Regions from separate parts of the Rattus norvegicus genome. Here region 2 is linked to region 1. Evidence: chromatin contacts called from public Hi-C data. All regions are on one chromosome and are shown on one strand. Each heading gives the region's core, a stretch centred on a gene start, on an enhancer-like site or on the middle of the called end of the contact. The rest is flanking DNA. Distances are from core to core; before and after follow the strand shown. Region 1 holds the start of Mbnl2 (muscleblind-like splicing regulator 2). Region 2 overlaps Mbnl2 (muscleblind-like splicing regulator 2).

The links. Hi-C and Micro-C count contacts between places; a contact is called where the count stands out from the background.
Region 2: a contact with region 1 is called in a Hi-C map of kidney, with 1.5 times the contacts expected there. The contact joins the enhancer-like site here to the promoter of Mbnl2 in region 1. A contact is called at or near these places in 4 of 12 Hi-C or Micro-C datasets (the A7r5 cell line, kidney, liver and 1 more).

What each region holds. Positions count from the first base shown.
Region 1 is chr15:103,790,167-103,794,117 of GRCr8, reverse strand. Mbnl2 (muscleblind-like splicing regulator 2) reads right to left here and starts at 1,930. Exons shown (of 9, transcript NM_001111064.2): 1 at 1,732-1,930.
Region 2 is chr15:103,850,683-103,854,633 of GRCr8, reverse strand. The region is part of intron 2 of Mbnl2 (muscleblind-like splicing regulator 2); the gene reads right to left. Among named protein-coding and RNA genes, the nearest start is that of Mbnl2, 60 kb to the right of the region's middle. Within about 2 kb of position 1,628, at least 33 of the 93 cell types and tissues checked have an H3K27ac peak or open chromatin away from gene starts, as enhancers often do. A contact at or near this core is called in kidney, where this site is marked.

The DNA of each region.
Region 1 (3,951 bases), core at 681-3,180:
GCTGCGCCCCCCTGGCATTGGCCCCCCTGGGATAGGCCACACAGGTAGCCTTGCCAAGCCACGCAGCTAAGAGAGGCCAGAAAGAAAGTGAAATTCAGCTCAGAGGCCAAGGCTTTGCACTGGCCAAGCCAGAGAAGCTGGCAGAAAACCTGGGCAGGCAGGCAGGTAGGAGAAGTTGCCCTATTTGGCCTGTGAAGGGGGATGGATAGGCTGTGAGTTTAAATGGGAAGGCATAACTCAAGTCCTGCCAACTGGGAGTTCGAATGTTCCTGGCCTGGACATAGAGAAATATTCCTCTCCACAAGCTGAATAAAAGAACACACAGCAGAAATAGTTGGGGGATGACGTCAGGAGTTCTGGGCTAGTGTCCTGCACTTCTCCTTGAAAGTAAAAACCGTGGGTCTAGAAGAATCTACGTGGCATTGCCCTTATTTAAATGAACAGTGCTGCTGTCCCTCAGAAGGGAGCAAAAGAGAGGAAGAAACTTCCTCTTACATAGATGGTAAAAATGTCTCTTGTTTAATTTTTGTTCCTCGTTGCTGCCTAAATACACATATGCCCTAACAGACATTTTCCTACTTAATCTTTGTCTTTTAAAGAGACAGTAAGGCCTTTTGAAGACCGTTGGAACATTCACTGGAACATTCACGGAGGTGGCAGTTAGGCAAGTTTTTTTTTTTTTCCCTTCGCTTCAGTGCTTGCTAACTATTCTAAAAATGTTACACATTTATTGTAAACACATGCTTCCAAGGCCTAACAAAAAAGCTCGGTTTCCTCAGGCCTGGCAGAAATTTAAAACGGAAAAGGGCAGAAAGAATCTTTAACACTGAGAGAGCCTTTCCTTCTCCTGGGCCAAGTGTGTTAAAAATAAATCTGCTTCAACCTTTCTAGCCGCTGCTTCTCGGCAAGAAAGTTGATCTGGCTGGGCATAGTGAGAGCCCAGCTTTAAAAGCTAGCCTGCTCTCATTAAATTATTCTGCTGGCTGTGTGTTCTCATTAAAAATGCATACAGATCAGATAATTGCAGTAAGCATTATTAACCCAGCTTTACTTTTGAACATAATGGTCCCACTTTTAAGCTGGAAACAAAGACGGAGGCTGCCAGGAAAAGCAATGTAAACACTGAACTACAGTGCCTAAGACCAGCCAGGAAGCTACCTCACATTCTGCCTCGGTGCTTAAAATGTGCTTTTGAAACTCAATTAAAGCCATTGCCCTGTAGCACCAGGGTGGCCCCCAGTTTCCAAGAAACAGACATATTTTGGTCCCAGGCGTTCAACCGATGATTGTTCACCATGATTTTCTTTTTTTTTTTTTTTTAAATTCTCAATTTCAAGTGTGTTTCCAAAGAACAGGAAACATGTAAACTTTATTCTGTAGCCCACTCTGGCCGTAAAAACCTCGATTATCTTAAGAAAATACTGACCTGGATCTTTCAGAGGATTAAAAAACAATAATAGCAAATGGATCTGCCCCTTAAATAAATAAATAGAAACCTCGGTTTTTATGCCTCACCCTAAACGGGCGGCGTAGATTCCAGCTTTGCCATTTCTTGTTCTCAAATCCGAATGTTACGTAAAACTCCAGGGTTTCCTGCGAGTATTCCGCTCGAATTAGTGGAATCGGTCTCCCTGGCTTCCCTAAGCACACACATGGAATGCAGCATACTGCAGCAAACTCTTTAAACATTAAAAAAAAAAAAAAATGGGGAAGGGGGGTTGTTTCTCCTACCTTGTTTAGCTCTGCTCGTCCTCCCCTTGTACAGTAACCCCAAGAACATCTGGCAGGACCGAGTGGCCGCGGCTTCTCCACCGCATCATGAGGAAGGGGGGTCCATGCAAATAGTTCTCCGTCCCTGTTTATTGTACTCTGCGAGCCGCCGGCCGTGGCTGGAAAATTTTACCTTCAGATGATGAAGCAAAGACAGTCTAAACTCTGTTGCTGTGAGCTGCAGCCCTTCCTTCCCACAGGCCCCGCCCATACGCAGCCGGCCAATCCCCAGCCAGCTCGTCAGCCCTCCTCGTCTGAAACTGGTCCTCATAGGATGACTGACACAGCAACACGGCGCTGGCAGGCTCTGAAAACAGTGCGTCCATACTGATGGAAGAGGGATCTCCCTCTCCGAGGAAAGCAGTCATAGCTCCGAGACAAAGTGGCACATAATTGGCAGAGCACAGAGAGGGGTAGGGTAGCTCAGACAAATACGCTTCGAGACACCCAGCCCGGAGCCGGGAGTTGCATCATAAACACTCCGGGAATCACGAAACTCCTAAGATGGCCAAGGAATCCAATTGGATCCCAAACTGAAAGTCTTATGGCGTTTGAGAAAGCGTATGGATAGAGATGTTCTTATTCATATGTGAGACAATAATTCAGTGTTTGTCATGGAAAGTGATACCTTACGAAACATTTGCATGCAACCACCGTGACTGAGGGAGGCTATAAGCAAGTTGGAGTACACACTGAAGACCATGCTTGAAGCCTCAGCACACAGCTTTTCTGGAGAGCTGTCACTGCAGTGGCCACTTACTGGAACCCATATATTTTCCATCTAAGTTTCCAGAGCACTAGAGACTTCAGTGAGGGGATGCTGAACGACGGAATTGATATCTCTACATTAAGCTTTGAGGCTCTTGGCTGGCACCCACTGGGGGATTAACTGTGTTTTAACCTTCTTAGATGCCATTTGATAAATACTCATACGTTGGCTATCCTGTCCTTAGTGCCGCAATGACTGTGGGAGGGCGTTTACTGCTGAATACACTTGGCACTGACCTAAGGGACATCCTCCATTTTCAGTCTGCAAAGGTTGACCCACAGATGCCAGAGATTCCCCCAAGATAAAGCAAGGGGGAAAAAAAGAAAGAACTGAAACGATTATTTTTTTTCCTCCCCAGTCAACAGCGTTTCTGCATGCTTTGAAAACAAAAAAACAAAAACATACGGCATTTAGAAAACACAATAAGCACACATTTTCCTTCCACAAAACACAACGTTTTGGATCTTAAAAATTAAGTATGATGGTCCCGTGACCAACTCCAGGCAAAAACAAAGACCCTATTCATCTGAAAGAGTGAGCCTAACTCTCTAATTTTTTTTTTTATGAGCAACTGTTTAATGAATGCATCTGGAAGGGAGCATCAGGGCAGGATGTAATGATTTAAGTGTTTTTAAGTTTCATGTTTTCGTTCGTAAAACACAGCATTTCTTGTGACTTGTGGACCGATTCTTCAATAGAATACCTTGTTTTATTCCTCTTGATTTTAATCCTTAATTCTTTTTTTTTTTTTTTTTTTTTTTGGTTCTTTTTTTCGGAGCTGGGGACCGAACCCAGGGCCTTGCGCTTCCTAGGTAAGCGCTCTACCACTGAGCTAAATCCCCAGCCCCTTAATCCTTAATTCTTATTTTTGTTTCTAGTCAGTATTATCATTGGTAGGCTTTGGTTGAGTCTGTCGTTGTTGTTGTTGTTTCCCCTGAAAAGTCGAATTAGCTACATTCAAACAGGTGGAAATCCCTTTAAAGTATCATTACCTCTTTGCACACATACTTGAGTGATCTCAAACTCACGATTATCTTCTTCTCCACCCCCTCCTGCTTTTGACATGAAATCCCCACTTTTACAATCTCATCACTTAAACTTTAGCCCCCTGTCAAGCCCCATTCTCACCCAAAGACATTAAGCCTCCTAGATTTTTCCTCTGAGCTAGGCCGGAGCCCTGACCTATTCCCTGTATGATACAAAAGTTAATTGATAGCCTCTGGGATCCAGGGCTGTTCGACTCCAGTCTTCCCTGTTGCCAGACAGGTTTTTCTGAAGTCATGTAAAGTCATGTTCCTTTTACACTCAAGCCTGTCCCTCCATAAAATCCAAATTACAGACTTTCGAGGTCCTGCAAAATGTGGCCTCCACCTTGGTCGTCCACTTTATGTCTGCTGTCCCTGCTCTCCACC
Region 2 (3,951 bases), core at 379-2,878, 61 kb before region 1:
GTCGCTGGGTGTGCGGGATTGGCTGAGCCTGGGCTCCCTTTTGTTTTAGTGGGTGCGCTTAGAAGGAATAGCAAGTGCTAAGGTTTGCTTATGTTTGCAAATCAAACAAAGCCAAGGTCACAGGGAGGGTGGATGGTGTGTCTGCTCAGCAGCTCTCCTGGCCTGGTGTCTATTTCAACCTGTTCTGATCTTGTGTTGGGCTAGGCTGTCATTGTTTCTCCAGAACAATCGCAACTCTGAGAATAAGGTCCCCAGCTTTCGTTCAGGAACCCAATACCACGCTTGTGGCTCTTCGGAGGGCCTAAATGATTGTTCACAGAACGTTTAAACGAATACAGGTGTCTAATTCTCCAGGAAGTGAAGTTTCTTTGTTCCTGGCTTCACATTCCAGTTAGAACACACTGGTTGGACTGGAATTCCTCATTAAGAAGGCCGTTTATTACCCAGCATTTTCCAGATGTTGTGGCTTCTGTAAAAAGCCGGATTCCCAATGGGAATGAAAGCAGGGCTCCGTGAATTAGCAGTCTCCAATGGAGCCTGCAGATGATTAATTTTAGATTCCGAGCATCTGGGTCAGAACTGAGTTTCGCGGCAGGTGTGGAAACGATCTCTTTGGTATCATTAATGATTTTCCTAAGGGCTAGGAGCGCCTGAAATACGCCTTCATATGAGATTTGAGCCTGAATTGGATAGATACTTAAGAACAACTTACATATATTGCATTCACCATGGGAGAGCTTCCTATTTTGAAAATGATGATAAATGTATCTTTTGAGTAGGGTGCACCCGTGTACATTGAAGGCCTGAGGTTAACACAAAGTAACATTTCTCAGTCATTGTTTGGCCTTATTCATTGATTTAATTTGATTTAATTTAATTTAATTTAATTTGAGACTAGGACTTTGTAGTCAGTCAGTCTAGTGAACGAGCGCCTGTCCAAAAATAAATTAAGCATTCCTGTTTCCACCAACCTGGTGTTAGAATCATACATGTTTATCACACCTGACTTTTACATGATTGATGGGAATACCTCAGACCTTCCTTCATGTTCAGGAAGCACTTCGCCCACTGGACCGTCTTCCCAGCGCTGGGTTATTCATGTGTCTTGAGCAGCTAATAACACTTTCAGTCAAAAAGCCAGATGCACTATTCTGGTTTTTAAAAGAAATGCCCTGGGAAGATGATAATACTTTAAACGAAATGAAAACATGTGGAGAGTTGACTCTTTGGCCTTAATGAGGTTAAGGCCTTGGAAGTATTTTCTAATCCTTCACCCCGCGTGCTGTAAGGCTTAATCCTCAGCATGGGTATTCGGCCTCAGGCTGTGAGAAAAAAACGGTCTTGTCAGTCACAGCACTAAAATTCTAGTTGGTGGGGCAGGGTGGCCACCCTAAGTGTGACTACAAAGAAACAGGCTGACACCTTCTCTCTCTCCCCGCTTGGGAATCTCAGAAAGGTCAGCTCTCAGGGGGAGGAGCTGTCCTCAGAGTGTGGTGTTGTTCTTGGTCATGACAGTGCTGAAAGAGTGATACATCTGCACTGTAATCTTTGAGCCGGAAGACACTGAATCAATCCAAGTGGAAAGAATATGCTACTTAGCATTAATAGGGTCAGTTCCTGGGGAGACTGTAGGACAGGTTAAGTTCACTGCTGACGTAGCCCCAGCCAAGCAACCCTGACTCCAGGACTGTGCTCTAGGACTGTGCCCCTTGGCATGGTAGACACTTGGCATTGTCGGACAACTGCCTTAGGTTTCCTGAGCGTTTGTTCCAGTATTCAGGGACAAACACATCCCATGTTTCAGGGTCTCTGTAGTGAAGGTAGGGGGTGCCTCCCATTCTAAAGTGGAAATCTGGGAGTGCCTCCCATTCTAAAATGGAAATGTACTGGCTCGACGGGTCACCCTCTCCTTATTTACTAACAGGAACCTTCCTGAGGGATTTCTAAAGACCTCTCAGGTAACACAGAGTCTAACAATGATTTTTTTTTTAAATTAACAGAACACTTCTAGCATGTGTGACACACAGAAGAGAGCTTATGGTGTATGCATTTCATGGCAGGACGAACAGAGGGGCAGATCCTGGCCTTTGAATTCATGGAGCAGTGCTCTTTACTAAGAGCTGGGCATGGTGTCTGCCCCAGCAGGGCACTAAAAAGAAAGAGCAATGTCATGCAAAGATGATGGCTCCACAGAAAAAAAAAGAGAGAATTAAAGTAATCTGGAAAAGGAGAAGGAGACCCCCCCCCCCCCCAGTAATCGGGAAAGCAAGGAGAAGGAAAGAAAAACCTCAGAATTAAAAAAGTAATGATAACTTTTGAATTGAATGAATCTAACATCACGGAAAAACGTAGGTCAGTGTTCTAGGTTTAGAAGGACTGGTAAAAAAGAAAAAAATAAACAAAACAAACAACAAACAACAAACATGATCAAATGCCAGTCTTGGTCTGTAACGTTCAGTTTGTATAACAATACAGATGCCCCACTGGTGACCCAAAACACCACTCACTGCCTCCTCTCCACCGGTGCATGTGTGTGTGTGTGTGTGTGTGTGTGTGTGTGCATGTGTGTATGTGTGTGTGCATTGTGTGTGCATGTGTGTGTGCATGTGTGTGTCTGTGTGTCTCTGTGTGTGTGATTGTGTGTCTGTGTGCGTGTGTGTGTCTGTGTGTGTGCATGTGTCTATGTGTGTGTGTGCATGTGTCTATGTGTGTGTGTGCGTGTGCATGTGTGTCTGTGTGCGTGTGTGTGTCTGTGTGTATGTCTGTGTGTGTGTCTGTGTGTGTGCATGTGTGTATGTGTGTCTGTGTGTCTGTGTGTCTCTGTGTGTGTGACTGTGTGTATGTGTGCGCACGCACACGCACGTGCTTTATTGGGAGTCAAACCTTGAAATTCATGTGTGCTATACATGCACGTCACCACTGAGCCACAAACCTAGCCCACTCTGTTCATTTTAGTAGCTTTCAAATGGCACTTGAGGCAAGCCTCCATGTATCCTTCCTGTTGGAACAGCCACAACCACTGAACAGGACGTACAAATGCCTACTGGGATGTAAACCAAGGAGCCATATTTGTGCAGAACCTGTAGTGCTGATATTTACTATAGAATACAGGGATGCTGAGAAACAGGGAGCCAGAAAGGCCATACACATTTTATCAGAGCAGCTGTTAAGTTTAAAACTTTGGGATATATTTCTTTATGTTCTGCACCCAATGGCTGCCAGGTGTTGGGATAGAAGAATGAGATCCTACCTCATGACTCCTCACCCTCATGGAGAAAAACAGGCAACAGACAAACAGAAAGCACCAACCACTTCAGGATAATCTCTGTGTTTCTGTGAGCAGGGCTGTGCTGTTCCAGTTAATGCTAGGCTAAAGTGAAGAACCAGGCAACAGCTGCCTGGATGAAGACCATCCCAGGGGAAAAGAAGAGCTGACAGAAAGGTCTTGCCGGGCAAACACACTCTCTGCGATCGCAGAGTCTACTCACCGGGGCCAGATAGACAACAGAGTCCAGATCACCATGGATTTCAAGGGGCTTCAGACGTCAGAATGAAACAGGCTATGACTGAAGCGTGTTACAGTAAATGAGTGTCGGAGGCAGAAGCGAGACCCCCGGCGGCAATTACAGTACAGGCTGAAGAAGACAAGAACAGGTCTAGCAACGGACCAGACATGGCGGTTTCTGTCTTAGTGTTCTAATGCTGCTGTGAAGAGACACCAGGACCACCGTGACTCTCATAAAGGAAAGCATTTAACTGGGCCCTTTGTTGTGGCAGGCAGCATGGCGGGATGCAGACAGACCTGGTACTGAAGAGGGGACTGAGAGTTCTGGATCTGGATCTGTAGGCAGCAGGAAGAGAGACACACTGGGCCGGGCTTGGGCCCTTGAAACCTCAAAGCCAGTGACACACTTCCTCCAACAAGGCCACACCTACTCTGACCAGGACACA